Regions from separate parts of the Gossypium hirsutum genome. Here region 1 is linked to region 2. Evidence: chromatin contacts called from public Hi-C data. All regions are on one chromosome and are shown on one strand. Each heading gives the region's core, a stretch centred on a gene start, on an enhancer-like site or on the middle of the called end of the contact. The rest is flanking DNA. Distances are from core to core; before and after follow the strand shown.

Region 1 (3,316 bases), core at 629-3,128, 310 kb after region 2:
ACTAGAATTTTTGGTAATCAAACTGAAAATATTACTACTAATGAAATAAAATTTGAAAATTTAGGAGAGTTGTCTACCCAACCTATTCGATATAGGATAGACGATCTAAATAAAAGAAATGTTGCTCAAGGATGAATGTAGATCTTACAAATATTCCTATAGCATACTATGAAAAAACCATAGATGATTGGGCACAATCTATGACTATAGTTGTTAACAACAATACTTGGTCAAAAGAAAATTTTTTAAATTATTTTGTTGGAACATTTCAAGGAGACGTTCTACAATTCTTAAGAAGATGGGAAGAATCTGAAAAAGGAAAAGAACAAAAATGGCAGTTAATCAATCAAATTCAAACTCCCAAAGATGTATTAAAAGGATTAACTTATATTCTAAAAACATAATTTTGTGGCTATATTGATAAAAAAGATCAAGATAGTCTATCTAGTTATGCTTTGTCAAAAATTAAATTATATGATAATTAGATATTTAGAAGATTTTTCTAAGAAATTTCTTCATGAATATCAAAAACTAAAAAAATAAAAATATAGAATTTTGGAAAAAAATAATATTTCCATAAATTACCACCACCATGGGATGAGATATGTATAAAAAAGTATGACTCTTATTTAGAAAAACAGAGTAAAATATCTAGTGTGGATTAAGAAACTATAGACTCTATAGGAAATAGAATTAATTTTGCGAAGGAAAGAATAACTAGTTATTGTTTACAAAGTAAAGCTTCTAAACAAGTTAAGCATAAATTAAGTAATAAACATTGTACAAAAATTCTAGAAAATGAATGAGAATTGGGATGTAAATCAGTACATCCTATTACTTATAGAAAACATAAAAAGAAAAATAGGAGATATAAGCTATTTCGATGGAAACCACAAAATAAGATAAAAAATTCTGGTAAGAAGAAAAAATTCGTTAGAAGAAAATTTATAAAAATCCTAAAAACTATGTAAATGTTTTATATGTGATGAAGCATGCCCTATAGCACCAAATTGTCCTAATAAAGGAAAAAAAGTGCAAGAAAAATGATTAAAATACTTGAAGAATAAGATTTAGAAATATGTTCTGAAAAGGAAATAAATCATGATGAAATATTATATGAATTAATATCAGAAACAGATTCTTATACAGATGATGAAGAATATATATATTTATGTTCAATATAGGAAGTAGTTCTAATAATTAGTTAGAAGAAATTCCTAAGAATAAACATAAATATATATTCTTCATCATCTGTATCAGAATCTGTTTCTAATATTAATTCATATATATGGTGCGGGAAAGAAGGAGAGGGATGGGTCCAGGGAAAAGGGAAAGGATGAGTGTAGGGTGGGGAATTTTCAGTTTCTTTAATATTAATATAATATTTTAATTTATTATTATAATTTTTAAAAATATTTATTTATTTTATATATTTTTAAATTTTATAATTTATATATTATGATTTCTTGTCAATAATATATTTTTTATTTTTATATATTTTTACATATTTCTTTAAATTTTTTAGAATTAGAATCAAATTGAGATCAATTGTAAATTTTGAGGGTTAATTTTTTAAAATTATGATTAAATTGATATAATATGTAAAAGTTGAGGGTTAAATTTGTTATTATATCAATTTTTTAAATTGTTATACCAAGTTATTGATTGTGATTTTAAGGAAAGTGACTAAAATAACCAAATTATATAATATGATTACTTAAATTACAAAATTTTTATTTTAGGTGCCTAAAATAAAAAATTTTGATAGTGGGTTGATTACATAGTTTACCCTTTAAAAAAAATACAATGTTGTAGGATGGGATAAAGTTTCGAGGTAAATTACATCTCAACTAATCCCAAAAAGAAATTAAAAACAAAACTTGGGCGGTGGCTCTCGTACGACGGCGTTTTGTGTCCCCTAATTTTCAGATAAAGACCGTTAGGTGTAGTTTGACAAGTAAACTCGATTCAACAACGATCAAAACCCAATTCTTTTAGATTTGATACCATAGAATTTTGTTCCCTGAATCCCGCGTGATAAAAATGTTGAATTTCCCAGGTAATTCTTTCTTTTTTTTCGGTCTTAGATTCTGCTAATTAGTTTGTTTTTTAAAGTTAAATCAGTTCTTGGATTTTATTTTTATTTTCAGTCTTTCTTATCAATTTAATTGAAAACCCTAATTTCATCAATTCATGAACGATTCCCACCCTATCAATCTTTGAAGTTTTTAAAATTATGATATATGTACTTTTTTGTTCTTTATCAGAGCTGTGGATATGAAAGAAAAGAAAACAATCTCTCCACTTAGACGCATTTTAGTGAATTGTACGGCACAGGTTTGTCCATGAAGTCTCAATTTGTTCTACTGATTTAGTATCATTACATCTAGTTTCGGGATTTTCTTTTTTTGTTTGCAGTACGCTTTAAGTTCATGAATGAGTAATTTGAGGTTGAAAATGAACAAAAATATGATTGCAGAAAGATATTACCTTGAACCTGCTGTTTAATTCTGCTTGTGGTTAGCTCATTGTTTCGACTACAATGTTGTCTTTTCAGGCGAATGAATACGGGGCCTGTGTTGCAGCAAAAGTTCCTGAAGTTGAACGTGATATGTGTTTGAAAGAATTTCTTGCACTAAAGACTTGCATGCAGAATACGGTATCCATATTCTAGGATTGCTTAGGAACATATTTTTATATTAAAAAAGAAATACACCGTATTTGATAATTGGGTTGCAAAGATCTTATCTTTTTCCTTCTTGAAAAACTGTGCTAAGAATTAGTTTTCTACTTTCTTTTGATTTATAGCTCCGGGGAAAGGTGTAATATTTGGAGCTTTGGGTTTGCAGTTTGTATGATAAGGTAAACCCAATAAACCTTTCTGTTTATTCTTTGATGCTAGTCTTTAAGCTCTGATACATTCTTTCTTTTGTACTGATACTATCTTTTGTGCTTTATTAGTGTTATTATTCACCAGCAATTTGCATTTTCAGGCTAAAAGTACAAGATAACCTTAGAAAGATGGCCTGGAAAGCTTCAAGTTCGCAAGCTAGTGTTGGTGGTCTGGGATCTGGTGCTCTATCACATGTTTTCATACAATATCCCCCTCTCCGTTGCAACATTCCTGGATCAAGAGGTTTCTATTATGATGATGGAAATAAATTACTCATCTCTCCTACATCTGACCAGGTTTAATAGTTCTGAACTTAAATAACATTGTAGAAGCTTTTTAGATATTGCAGTTCCATATTTTACATTCTTTTTTGCACAGATCTTTTCGTGGAAAACTGCTCCATTTTCTCCTCTTGCTGCCCCT
Region 2 (3,497 bases), core at 410-2,909:
CCATAATTTAATGAGTGATGGTGTAATTTACCCTAATATTTATATTAATATTATATAAATTTATTATTTGTATACATAATCTATATAAAAATTATTTGGCACTTATAAACTAATATGTGATTGAAGTTATAATAAAAATTAAATATATAAAAAATCAGAAATATGACAGTTTTTTTTATTGTTACATTGGTAAGTTGATGTAGCAAATATCAATGTATGATATAAAATATGATGAATTTCATCATTTTAGCTAAATACTCGTATAAACTCTGTATATATATTGAACTTTTTTCTCAAGCTCTGACAGACAACATATAGGTTTATGTACACGTGTGTAGCTACAGAGTTATTCATGTGCTCCTCTCTGGTAGCTACTTGGAAGACAGAAATATTCCTCACACGTGTGAAGCTTTTCTGAAAATGGGTACGACATAGATTGCCGCTGTAAGCCGGTACCATGTTTTAGCTAAGCCTAAGGTAAACCATTTGGGTTTTTGGGTTTTTCTTTGTAAAGCTTCCATAATGAATAGAGAGAAGCAAACTGCTTTTGGTTTAGATTAGTGAAGAGATTGTAAATCATTTCATTTACATACAAAAAATAGTAAAATCCAAGATGCTAAAAGGGAAAAACACATGATGTTTTCTTTTCAAGTTTATTACGAAATGAATTACAGATGTAGATCCAAGCTAACATTGTCTTTAACGCTTGCCTTCGTTTCATAAACGTACCTATGACTCTCGGAACTTGAATCACCACCACCGCCAGCCTGAGACGACGGCAGAAACTCATCGCCGGCGAACAACTGCAACGGATGCGCTGATGAACGGTCACGGTTGAAATTACAGGAGTTAGTTTGAAGCGTAGCAGGGATTCTCCAAACACCCAGTGGGTTGCCATTGATGGGTGGTGGAGGGTTAGAAAACCTAGCGTTAATGGTATTGTTCCATGAAGGGTAAGCAGGCATTGATGGCATCGAGGGTGAGGGTAGCCTATAGTTAAAAAAGCCATAAATATCATTATGAGCATCGGATAAAGAAAAAGAATTGTTGTGTTGCCGTTTGGCATGTTGGCGTTCCCTTTTGTGAGCGTTTTGGTGGCCACCTAAAGCTTGGGAAGTGGGGAAGTTTCTGCAACAATAGTGACACTCAAATCTTCTGCTGCTGTTGTTATTATTATCTCCATTCTCGTTGTCCTTGGTAGTGTCTTCATTGTTGTTGTTGTTGTAGGACTCGGTGGCCTCCGTCGCTGAGTCGCCGCAGCCGAAGTCCTTGCCGAATAAACGAATAGCACCCTTTTCTTTAACAGGGGAAGGGCGGATAAAGGGAAGCTGGGAGAAGGATTCCACGTTCATGAAATCGCGTGTTTCCTTCTCCATGGAAGTGGCTGCTTCTTTTTCTTTGGGTTGCACAGAAGAGAATTGAAGGGGAAAATCAAAACGAGGGAGCAGAGAAAAGAAAGGAAAGAGGAAGGTAGCTAATATTGGGCGGAAGTGGGACCTATAAAACAAGGGATTCATCCATGGTGGAATGAACCAGCCATGGCCATCAATATGAATATGAAAGTGAGGGCTGACAAGCCCAAAAGTGAGGGGCTGGGCGGGGACTTTTTCATTTTTTTATCCTGATAACTGTCTTAAAAAATGTTATTTATAAAGAAAAAAAAATCTGAATATGCAATGCAATTTACTATTTTACATTTAAATAATTTAATTTTTATGGAATGTAATTTACAATTATACTAAAATAATCTTATTTTTTAATTAATATTAAAACTAAATCATCTCATTAAAATTTTTTTTGTTCGTGTTCATAGTTGATAATAGTAGTTAATCCTCTTGCCACGTGTGCTTTCCGAAGAGATAAATAGTTGGTCATGAAATATATTATGAACTCCCGACTTTATAATTAAGGGGTAAAGTGAACAACCATAACACCACGCCTTGTGATTATTTTAAATTTTATATACTACTTTAGCCTTCCCTTTTGATTATAATGTTTCCCTTTTGGTTCTCAAATTTTAGATAATATTTTATATTATATTATTATTTACAAATTAAACTAAATAAAAATATTTATAAAATTAGAATACATTATTATAATTTTTGTAATTTTAAAAATAAATAAAAATATGAAATATTATTTGAGATATAAGTGATGAGAAGCTTTATTAAATTTTAAAGATAATTTAAGGATACATGTTAATTTCCCAATGTTACAATCAATCATATATGTAAAGTCCTAAAAATATTAGTAGAAAATAGTTATAAAATTAAAAAAAAAAAATATGTTGGATAGGAGGCACAACCTTAATGAAAAATCAATTCGCCTCGTCTTAAAACCCAACAAATATAAATGATGGTTATAGCTTTGCTACTTTTCACTTAAAATTTTCTAGTATATTGTGGAAAGTTCTGCTCCAACCTCCTAACATTATGAAATTTTACTTTTATGTTACCAACAGTCCCTCACCTCTTTATAGGGGTGAGTAAAATTCGATTCGATTCGAAAAAATTGAGTTATTCGAGTTAATCGAGTTATTCGAGTTAATCAAGTTATTCGAATTAACTCGAATTTTTTTTTCGAATTTCAAGTTCGAATCGAGTTGAGTTTTCGAATTCGAATAATTCGAATATCAAACTATAATATTTTACATTTTTACCGCAAACTTCCAAACCTTTTTATTTATCCTTCAAAACTTTTTTTCTTTCCCACTTTCCCCCCAAAACTTTTACTCCCTCCCTCCCAACCCCCCAATCTACCCAAAATCCATTTCCCACCAAAATTTTACTCTCCCATTTACTTTTTCTCAAAATTTTACTCTCAAAAACCCTCAAAACCTTTTATTTTTCCCCAAAATTTTTACTCCCTCTCACTTTTCACCTAAAACTTTTATTCCCTTCCCATCCCACCTCCCATCTATCCCAAACCCTCCCCCCTCCAATTTTTTTAAATATTTTCCCTCCAAAATTTTACTCCCCTATTTACTTTCCCTCAAACTTTTATTCCCTAAACTTTTTATTTTTCTTCTAAACTTTTACTTCTCACCCTTTATATCTACTATTTATATTATTAAATTAAATTTTACATTTTATATTATTTATATTATTGAATTGTTTAGTCATATTGAATATTTATATTAAAATTGAATTATTAATTATGCCATAAAATATTCGTGTTAAAATTTTATATTGGTATCAATTTCACATTTTATTTTTAAAATAACTTTTATTAAAAAATCATATTTTTACATTTAATATATTTTTTAATTTCAAAATACATAGTGACAAGAATATGAAGATAATTGAAACGACTAAGCAAGCAAAGAAGCTAACCAGTATATAAAAAATTAATAAATAAATTATGAGGTGATGAAAGTTAATAAAAAATTTGATTAAGGTGGACAAATTTTATTACGATGGGTGACAATGGTAAAAGGACCCAAAATTATTTTTTAAAATTTAACTCGAACAAATATATTCGATTCGATTCGATTCGAT

What was found. A called contact is a pair of places that touch in the nucleus more often than the background predicts.
Region 1: a Hi-C map of leaf shows a contact between it and region 2, with 1.9 times the contacts expected there. The contact joins the promoter of LOC107922106 here to the promoter of LOC107921299 in region 2. A contact is called at or near these places in 2 of 34 Hi-C or Micro-C datasets (both in leaf).

Annotation. Positions count from the first base shown.
Region 1 is chrD01:30,349,378-30,352,693 of Gossypium_hirsutum_v2.1, forward strand. It overlaps LOC107922106, which reads left to right and starts at 1,879. Exons shown (of 16, transcript XM_016851953.2): 1 at 1,879-2,059; 2 at 2,268-2,337; 3 at 2,558-2,659; 4 at 2,809-2,862; 5 at 2,994-3,189; 6 at 3,272-3,316. The coding sequence starts at 2,855.
Region 2 is chrD01:30,039,071-30,042,567 of Gossypium_hirsutum_v2.1, forward strand. LOC107921299 (zinc finger protein 8) reads right to left here and starts at 1,660. Exons shown (of 1, transcript XM_016851176.2): 1 at 618-1,660. The coding sequence starts at 1,517. The coding sequence ends at 669.